Regions from separate parts of the Sus scrofa genome. Here all the other regions are linked to region 2. A link is a contact called in public HiChIP or PLAC-seq data. All regions are on one chromosome and are shown on one strand. Each heading gives the region's core, a stretch centred on a gene start, on an enhancer-like site or on the middle of the called end of the contact. The rest is flanking DNA. Distances are from core to core; before and after follow the strand shown. Region 1 holds the start of MCMBP (minichromosome maintenance complex binding protein). Region 2 holds the start of FAM45A (protein FAM45A). Region 3 holds the start of INPP5F (phosphatidylinositide phosphatase SAC2).

Region 1 (2,700 bases), core at 91-2,590, 730 kb before region 2:
AAGAAAGAAAAAAAAGTTCTCTTTATGGCTTGGTGGGTTAAGGACCAAACATTGTCTCTGTGAGGATGTGGGTTTGCTCCAAGCCCTCACTCAGCGGTTAAGGATGGATGGGACATTGCTGCAAGCTACAGCGTGGGTCAAACAAGTAGCTCGGATCCGGTGCTGCTGCGGCATAGGCAGCAGCTGCAGCTCGGACTCAACCCCTAGACTGGGAACTTTCATAAAGGTGCAGCTGTTTAAAAAAAAAGTACTCTGCCCCCTGTATTTGCAAATTCCGCATCCTCAATTCAACCAACCTTGACCTCCCCAACCCCCACCCCACCAATGGGGAGAATAAATAGTTGAAGATGACAAATAAAAACACCCCCTTTGGCCCCTAAGAGGTCTTGAGATCTGAGCTCAGTTCTCCAGCTGCCCGCTTTCTGGGCTCCATTCAGATCCTTCCTCTCTTAACACGACCTGTTTTCAGCTGATGAGCAGGGTTTTCTCAGACCTATTCCAGGCCTAGGGGAAACTATTTCACTACAGAACTTGGGTATTTCCAAATTTCCTCATTCGAAGGTTACTGTTGACTTATCTTGTGTGTGCTACCACTGTCTGAGGGTATCCTGACACATTCTGCAGGAACCTCCCCAAAGCGCACTTTCCAGCTTCTAGGCAGGGTATATTTTCACAGTTATGAACTTGCCTCTCACTTAGGACCTAGTCCCTCTACAAGGCCTGAGATGGCAGCAAAGGGAGCTTGCAGACTTTCAAATTCCCCTATCTAAACACACACCTGCCTGGGGGGCTGAGACTTCATCTGAGGGCAAGTCACTGCATAGGGTTTTGGGCAGGGAACGAAAGAGAGTTGCCATCAGAAAAAAAAAAAAAAAAGAAAGGCAATTAGAGGAAGGTGGGCAGACACGAAAGGCTGCTTTATCCTCTAATTTTGCCCAGAGATAACTTTGAAGTCTCTTTGGGTTTGTGCTTTTGGACTGCTACAGCCTCCAAACCGTGCAAGGCCTCGCATCATGAAAAACGAACCGGACTTCGGGAGTCTCCCCCTTCGAGCTGGCAGCGAGAGACACCCAGCACCACTCGCCTTCAGCCCCCGACGCCAGGGTCGGAGCTCCGGAGGCCGCGCCTGCCCTTCCTTTCGCCCGTCTCCAAGATGGCGACCGCTCCGCCGCCGCGGCCCCGCCCCGGGCCGGCCGGCCCCCCGCCCAGTAGGCCGGCCCCGCCTTCCCGCCCGGGGCCGCGCAGCGCGCTCCCGCCGCCCCTCCCCGCGCGAGCTCCACCCAGGTCGCAGGCAGCGCGGTCGGCGGCGCCTATTTCCCGCCATTGTGCGAAGTGGAGGCTGGGGGCTCCGCACGCGGCGCCTGCCAGTAGCCGGCAGCTCCTCGGCTGCTGCTGCCACAGCCGCTGTTCTCTGAGGCGCCGGGAGGCCGAGCGGCCGGTGCCGCGAGGCTCACCCTGCGTGGGAGGGCGCGGGCGAGGAGCGGCCGAGCCCCCGAGGAGGAGCCGCGGCGCGGGACGCCGGGCCGCGCCGGCTCCGGCCCGTCGGCGAGATGCCCTGTGGGGAGGATTGGCTCAGCCACCCGCTGGGGATCGTGCAGGGCTTCTTCGGTGAGTGGCGGCCCCGGGGGCGGGCCGGGCGGGCCGCCGAGTTGACCGAGCCCCGGGCCCGGCCCCGCTGCGCGGCCCCACGCGGGGCCACCTCGAGGGCTCGCGCGGCCGAGACGGTCAGCCGGGCCTGCGCCGGTCCGCCTTAGACACCCCGGACCGCGGGCCGCGGCTTCCCGGGCCGGGCCGCAGGTGCCTCCCACCTGCCCGATTCGCGGTTCGCGAGCGGCCAAGGTTACGCGGCGAGGAGCTGGCGGCCGGCCGTGATTGACGGCCCGGCTTCCCTTGGTGGCACTGCTGGGGCCCTAGCCCGGCGGCAAAACTCGGACGGGTCCTTGAACCTTGGGGAGGGCTCGCAGAGATGGGGTGAAGGAAAAGCACTTTGCCTATGGGAAGCCTGCGGGGTATTTCAAAACTTCCGGTGTGTCGGGGGAGTGCTCGCTCGCTCGCTCGCAGCAGAAGTTGGCTCCAACTCCTGTATTACACACATCCTCGCGTTTCGAGATAAGATTTAGTGTAATAGCTTCATTTTTCTTTTGGGATGCCTTTAAAACCGCTTGGTCTCCATCTCCTCCTTGTGCCAGAGCTAGTAAGAAATGTTGAACTCCTTAAATGCGTTCCTACATAGAAAGAGCTCAGAATGTTGCAGACAGGCTTAGTAAATTTTAGTTGGAATTATCGTCAATGCCACTCTTCTGCTAGGGTCCACTAAGGAAAATTTAGGTTTGTTTGCCGTTACCTGGGCATTTTGGCCCTACTTTCCATGTCTTTTGCACTTAGGAGGGGTGGAGGCAAACCCAGCCAGCAATCACTGTTAGATCAGAACACCTGACTTGTCAGGAGGTAACAAAGTTGTAGGTAGAGTGGCCTTCATCACTTAAGGCATCGTGGGATATTAATGAGAATGCCTATTAAGAAGCTAAATTGTTTCCAGCAGCCGAAACTGAAGGCAGAAAATGTATGTATTCCTTGTGGGAAAGACTCACTCAGCAATTCTTTATTCATTTTCCTTATAGCTTGAACTAGTATAGCTATCTGGTTTCCTAGGCAGAAGCTAGAGGCAGCAAATTAGAAGGCCTGGGTTGGCATCTGGAT
Region 2 (2,700 bases), core at 31-2,530:
CAGCTTTGGTGCAGGTGGACATTATAACTTGAGCAATGTGGACCCTGGCCACTGTGCCCTGGGCTTTGCAAAGGCACTGGGGCATACCTGTCTGGAGCCTACATAGGGGACAGCATGCCTATCATGAATGTCCACTGGAAAGGGTTGTCTCCTATATCCCCTAGGGCAACCCAGACAAGCGACAAACTGCAGACATCACCTGGCAGGCTGCTGTTTGCAGCCACTGCACACAGGGCCCCAACAAAGAAAAGAGAAATTTTCTTTCTTCACAGTGATAAAGTTAAATAGAACAATCTTTTTTTATGAGGCAAAGGAATGCAGGGGAAATGCTTTCTGTGCGCAGGTACTGTAGTTTCCTCACTCCTTAATGTAGCACTCTCTCAATTCACATATCCCATCTATTATTACAAAATGCGTAATAAATTTGCAACAATTTATTCCACTGGTGCTTTCTGAATTTTTCTTCTGAACTCATCTTAATTTCACACAAGGCTTGAATGGTTAGCTTCAGTGTAAATGGCTTTCAAGTTCTACGTACAATGTTTTCACATTAAAATTATTAATCAATAATAAGACTGTAACAAAGGGCCTGTTATATATGGATTTTTTTCACTAACACTCATTTTTCCTACATGTGTTTACGATATGTGCTGAATATAAAGGCAACAACACTCGCATATATTTTCAAATATTTTGAGGGTCTGTTTTGCTGCAGGTCTTTTTGTCCCCTGTCAGACTGTTGTTAACAGTCTATTCCCATCCTTCAGGTCTCGGCTCAAAACTCGCCTTCTCTGAGGGACCAGGCAACCTCTGTGTCACCAGCTTTAAAATTTTACCTAGATATGAAATAAGATCGCTTATTTGTTTAGTTATTTATTACATCCCTCCTCATGCTAGTCTGCCATGTGACAGGTCACCACAATCTCCCAGTGGCAAGTATTGCTGGCCTAATATCTGCCCAACGTATTTTTGTTAAATGAACCAATCTGGCAATTAATGCAGCCAAGTCAGGCCATTCCCTAGGCAGAGCGACCTGACGGTAACTTCGAAAAACTTTGCATAAATCAAGTTAGGGACGACTCTATGCAGACACCTGCCTTCTCGCCAGCCAGAAGCTCTGACCCAACTCTCACCTTGCCCACTCCGATTTTCGCTCCAGGAGCGAAAGGCCTGACAACCGGCTCCCTAACGTTTCCCAGCGGAGTCCCGAAGAGGCGACGGAACTCAAGGACGCCTGCCATCGCCACGTCAGCGGGCACGCGTGACGCCAACGCGCCTGCGCGCGGGGAGAGGCGGTGCGTGCGCGGAGACCCGCCTCTACATCCGGGGCCTCGGCGGCGGCGGCGCCGCCGCGCGGGGGTCACGTGGCTTCTTCCTTTCCGTCTCTGGCCGGCTGGGCGCGGGCGACTGCTGGCGAGGCGCGTGGAGCCTCGCGCTGGTTCCCCTTCGTCTCCTCTCCCGGCCCGGGCCCCTAAGGAGTTCGCTAACGCCGGGTGAGCTGAGCCTGCCGCCAAGATGCCGGCCTACTTCCAGAGGCCGGAAAATGCCCTCAAACGCGCCAACGGTGAGTAGGGGATCGGGGCGCGCCGGGCTGGGGCGGCCCGAGGCCTGGGAGGTCGCGGGGCCGGGGACTGCTTCTCTCTGCTCTGCTGCCCGCCTGCAGCTGCACAGGAGGCCGATGCGGCCTGCCCGCCACCGACCCAGCCCGTGGTTGGGCATGTTGCCTCTTTCGCTCCAACCGACGTGGGGGTGAGAGGCGCGCAGCCCGGAACCGTCGCTGTGGGGACCCTACTTCCCCCCGCCGCCGTCTGGGCCGCAGCTCCTGGGACAGGCCTACCCGGGCCGGAGCTTCTCCCTTCCCGCCTCCGCTTGCCCTCCAGACCACGGGCTTTCTGCTGAGGCTCCGCGCCCCCGGCCGCCATCTGGGAGTGCCGGGGAGGAGGAAACATGGCTCCCTCCCGGGGACAATGCACGCGAGAACCTCGACTCCACCTCCCGTCCGGCCGGGAGCCGGCGGTCCCACCTCCGGCCCTCCCGCTGACACCTCCGGGCGCCCCCCCCCCCCCAATCTAGCGCCTCGCTCTTCTGGGTCAGGGTCCACGTCCCTTTCCCCTCTGGCCACTGTCTCCTCTTCGGGGACTCTGACCCATTTAACTGGTTTCCTGTGTTTTCTGGCATTGATTATTGGCAGTCAGCAGCTTACTTCGACTCTCAGAAGTTGGGACAGAGTTAATACTATGAGAGAGACTTCAAGTTCTCTCGTAAAGATAACGAAAGTGAGGCCTAGAGAGACAGATTTGTCCAAGGTCACTCTGGGAGTTAGTTGTTGAGCTTGGAGACCAAACCAAGGTTTCTTAACTTCCAGATCGGTCTTTTTTTCCCCACCATGGCACTGCTGCTTGCGATTTTTATTTCCGTTTGTGTACTTAAGCCACTGGAGCTTTTGGGAAACTTGTGTGTGTGCCGGTCTATTCAAGAGGCATTTATTACGTTGACGTTATGGAAGTGCAAATCTAATATACGTGCCTCTGGTCTTAAACAACTTTTATTATTATTTAGGGCTTATAAGTGTTAGTGTATCCATTGCTCATATTTTCACCTTTCCTCTACTCAAACAAGGGTTGGTTCTCATCTGTACTGGAGATGAATATACCGTGTCAGTCACAGTTTTATGCTTGCGAGCTTATTTTGTTAGTTTGA
Region 3 (2,711 bases), core at 179-2,678, 570 kb before region 2:
GTCTTCTCACCTGAAGAAGAGGATACCACCACGTGCTTTGTAAAGCAGTTGTGAGGATTGGCAAGAATACATTGAGGGACCAGTTCCTTGGAAACCTCCCTATAAATGGAAACTGCTGTGATATATATGAAAAGTTCCTTTAGTACCTTTCACACATTTCATTCATACCATGTAATTCTTTTGTCTAGTTACTTGCAAGAATTACAACTTGAAACACTACTTCTTTAAAGAACTCTATTCTCTCACCTCTCCTAAAATGAAAGATCTCTGTGGTAATTAGGAAAAAAGGACTGGTCCCCTCCAAAGAGGGGTGCTACTGAGCCCCCTCAAAAGAAACCGACCCCTGGACTGTCAGCTCTCTGAGGGCAGGGCCTGCCCCGTTTAACTCACCACTGTGACCTAGTTTCTCTCACGCAAACTAATCGCTGTAGACTCAGGCATCTCGGGACAGCTTGCAGGACACCCAAACATGGACCCCCCCCCCAAGACGTTCTGAATCGCACGATCTTGAGTGACACAAAAATATTAAAAGTTTAACATCACGCTGCTGTTTAACTGTAATACTAAAATCAAAGAAAGGGCGCCGGAAATTGAGTGCCTATGAGGTAACCAAAATGAAGTCACACCTTTAATGCTAAAGGACCAGTGACACAAAGATGTCAACCGGGAGTGAAGCTTCGGCAGGACGTTCCATTGAACTGGTGTGACCGCCTCCGGCCTGAGATCGGAATTCGAACCCAGAACTTCTCCCAAAGGACGGGTCAGAGGCCACTCCAGGGTGGGAGAGGCCTTTAAGGCCAGGCGCACCTCGCCCGAACTTTCCCGTTGGGGGGCAGCCCGACCCCGACCGCCCGCGGCGCGACTCGGGTCCGCTCTCCGGGGCAGCGGAGCAGATCTCCAAGCGGAAGCGCGCTCGGAAGGACGAGGGTCGACGGCCCTTTGTCCCCCTCAGAGGGGCAGGGGCGAGGCGAACGCTCCTTCGCGTCAGGAAATAATGACAGATCGCGCGCCCTCGCCGGCGCCCGCCCCGCCCCGCCCGCCAGGGCCCCAGGCGGCGCCGGAACCCCAGCCCCGAGCTGAGGGGCCCGGCCGCGCCCCCTCCTCGCCCCCTCCCAGTCCCAGGGCGACCCAGCGCCGCCAGGCTCACCGGGTCGGAGCTGGAGGCCGCCGTCGCGGCGGCTGCACCACAGCGCGCGCTCGCCCTGCTGCAGGATGTAGTGGTCCTTGGCTTGGAAGAGCTCCATGCCGGCCCCGGGCGCCGAGGGAGGCGGCGGCGGCCCGGGAGCGCCCGCGGCTCCGCGGTCCCCCGGCCCCAGCGGCGGCAGCCCGCGCGGGGCGTCCTCGTCGGCCGGGGCCGCCAGAGCCGGCGCCTCAGGGAGCGGCGGCTGAGGGAGCGCCCCGGCGGCCAAACCCGCGGCAGGGGAACGCGCCCCGGCAGCGGCGGCTGCGGCCTGGGAGGCCTCTCCCCCGGCTCCGCCCCTCTATGCCCCCGCCCGGCTCCTCCCTGGCTCCTCCCCCTGCTCCACCCACTCCCGACTTCTCGCAGACTCCTCCCCCTCCCCGTCTCCTCCCCCCCCCTTTCTCCTCTCCATTCCTCTTCCTGCTTTTTCCCGCCGCCTTCTCCAGCTTCTGGGTTTCTTCAGCTGGGTTTCTCCTCCTGGTTCCTACCCCGAGGCTCTTCCTCCTCTTTCTTCTCTTCCCTATCCCAGCCCCCTCCTCCTCCTCCCGCTCTTTCCAGGCCCCGCCCCTGGCGGGATCGCCTTCCCACCCCGGGCGACCGCTTCCCAGCCTGGGCCTGGCTGAATCAGACTGGCCGCCCTGCTGCTCTGCGACCTTTGGAACAGAAGCCCACTCCTGGGCCTCCCCTCCAATACTAGCAGGTTATTCGTTTCTCTCACCAGCCCTGAGACAAGCCAGGCCGACTCCCTAAATCTAGTCTGCCCGCAGAGACCCCAGACTAGGAGAACGGGAAAGGCGGCTCAGGTTGCAGGGGTCCATCCCCAGCCAGACTCTCCGCGAACCGGGACGTCTGTTTTGGAATTTCCTCTTAGAATCTTGCGACGTTTGACAGCAGCAGACATTCAATAAATACACATCAGTGAAGAGCGTGTAACAATAGAAATTGAACAAGTATTAGCAGCACAGTGCTCTAAATAACTAGGAGGAAGAGAGCAAAGTTCATAAGCTATCGTGCCCTGAATTCAGCAGGATGCCTGTGAAAAGACAATAAAATGTCAAGGAGGTGAAAGGGATCTAGTTTGACAAGGCTAAGGTGGTTGGAAAATATCTTGTAGAAGTCAGAAGCACTCCTGAGTATCTTTTGAGCTGTCTAACTTGAATGGCCAGGTGGTACCTTGCACAGAATGGAGCTTGGGAGTTGGGCCCCCAGTTCCAGGCCCCACTCCAGGGATGATCTAGCTGTGTGATCTTGGGAAAGCCTCTTGGTCTCAGATGGTGGGTGCACTAAATGACTAATTACACTCCCAGTTTTATAAGTCATCAAGTCTTTCTACTCCAATCTCCTGCCTTTTCTAATGCCTTAGAAAGGAAGAGAATAAACAAAACAAAAATGAGGTTGGAGACAAGAAAAGCAAGGCAATACTTTTAACCTTCTGCTTGATAAAAGTGAGAGGCCCTTTTTTCAGGAAGAAGTTCCACTTTACTAATTATTCCAGCCCACACTGATTTCTCTGTTGAATTTCCATAGCACA

Evidence for each region. HiChIP or PLAC-seq counts read pairs in DNA pulled down with a chosen protein or histone mark.
Region 1: a contact with region 2 is called in an H3K27ac HiChIP or PLAC-seq map of alveolar macrophages. The contact joins the promoter of MCMBP here to the promoter of FAM45A in region 2. A contact is called at or near these places in 1 of 5 promoter capture datasets (liver) and 2 of 2 datasets of contacts at active chromatin or transcription factors (alveolar macrophages and skeletal muscle).
Region 3: a contact with region 2 is called in an H3K27ac HiChIP or PLAC-seq map of alveolar macrophages. The contact joins the promoter of INPP5F here to the promoter of FAM45A in region 2. A contact is called at or near these places in 1 of 47 Hi-C or Micro-C datasets (heart right ventricle) and 1 of 2 datasets of contacts at active chromatin or transcription factors (alveolar macrophages).

Annotation. Positions count from the first base shown.
Region 1 is chr14:129,740,845-129,743,544 of Sscrofa11.1, reverse strand. It overlaps MCMBP (minichromosome maintenance complex binding protein), which reads left to right and starts at 1,340. Exons shown (of 16, transcript NM_001243591.1): 1 at 1,340-1,608. The coding sequence starts at 1,551.
Region 2 is chr14:129,005,789-129,008,488 of Sscrofa11.1, reverse strand. It overlaps FAM45A (protein FAM45A), which reads right to left and starts at 1,280. Exons shown (of 9, transcript XM_013983795.2): 1 at 1,134-1,280. EIF3A (eukaryotic translation initiation factor 3 subunit A) reads left to right here and starts at 1,321. Exons shown (of 22, transcript XM_001928342.6): 1 at 1,321-1,564. The coding sequence starts at 1,516.
Region 3 is chr14:129,576,330-129,579,040 of Sscrofa11.1, reverse strand. It overlaps INPP5F (phosphatidylinositide phosphatase SAC2), which reads right to left and starts at 1,428. Exons shown (of 19, transcript XM_013983807.2): 1 at 1,148-1,428. The coding sequence starts at 1,244.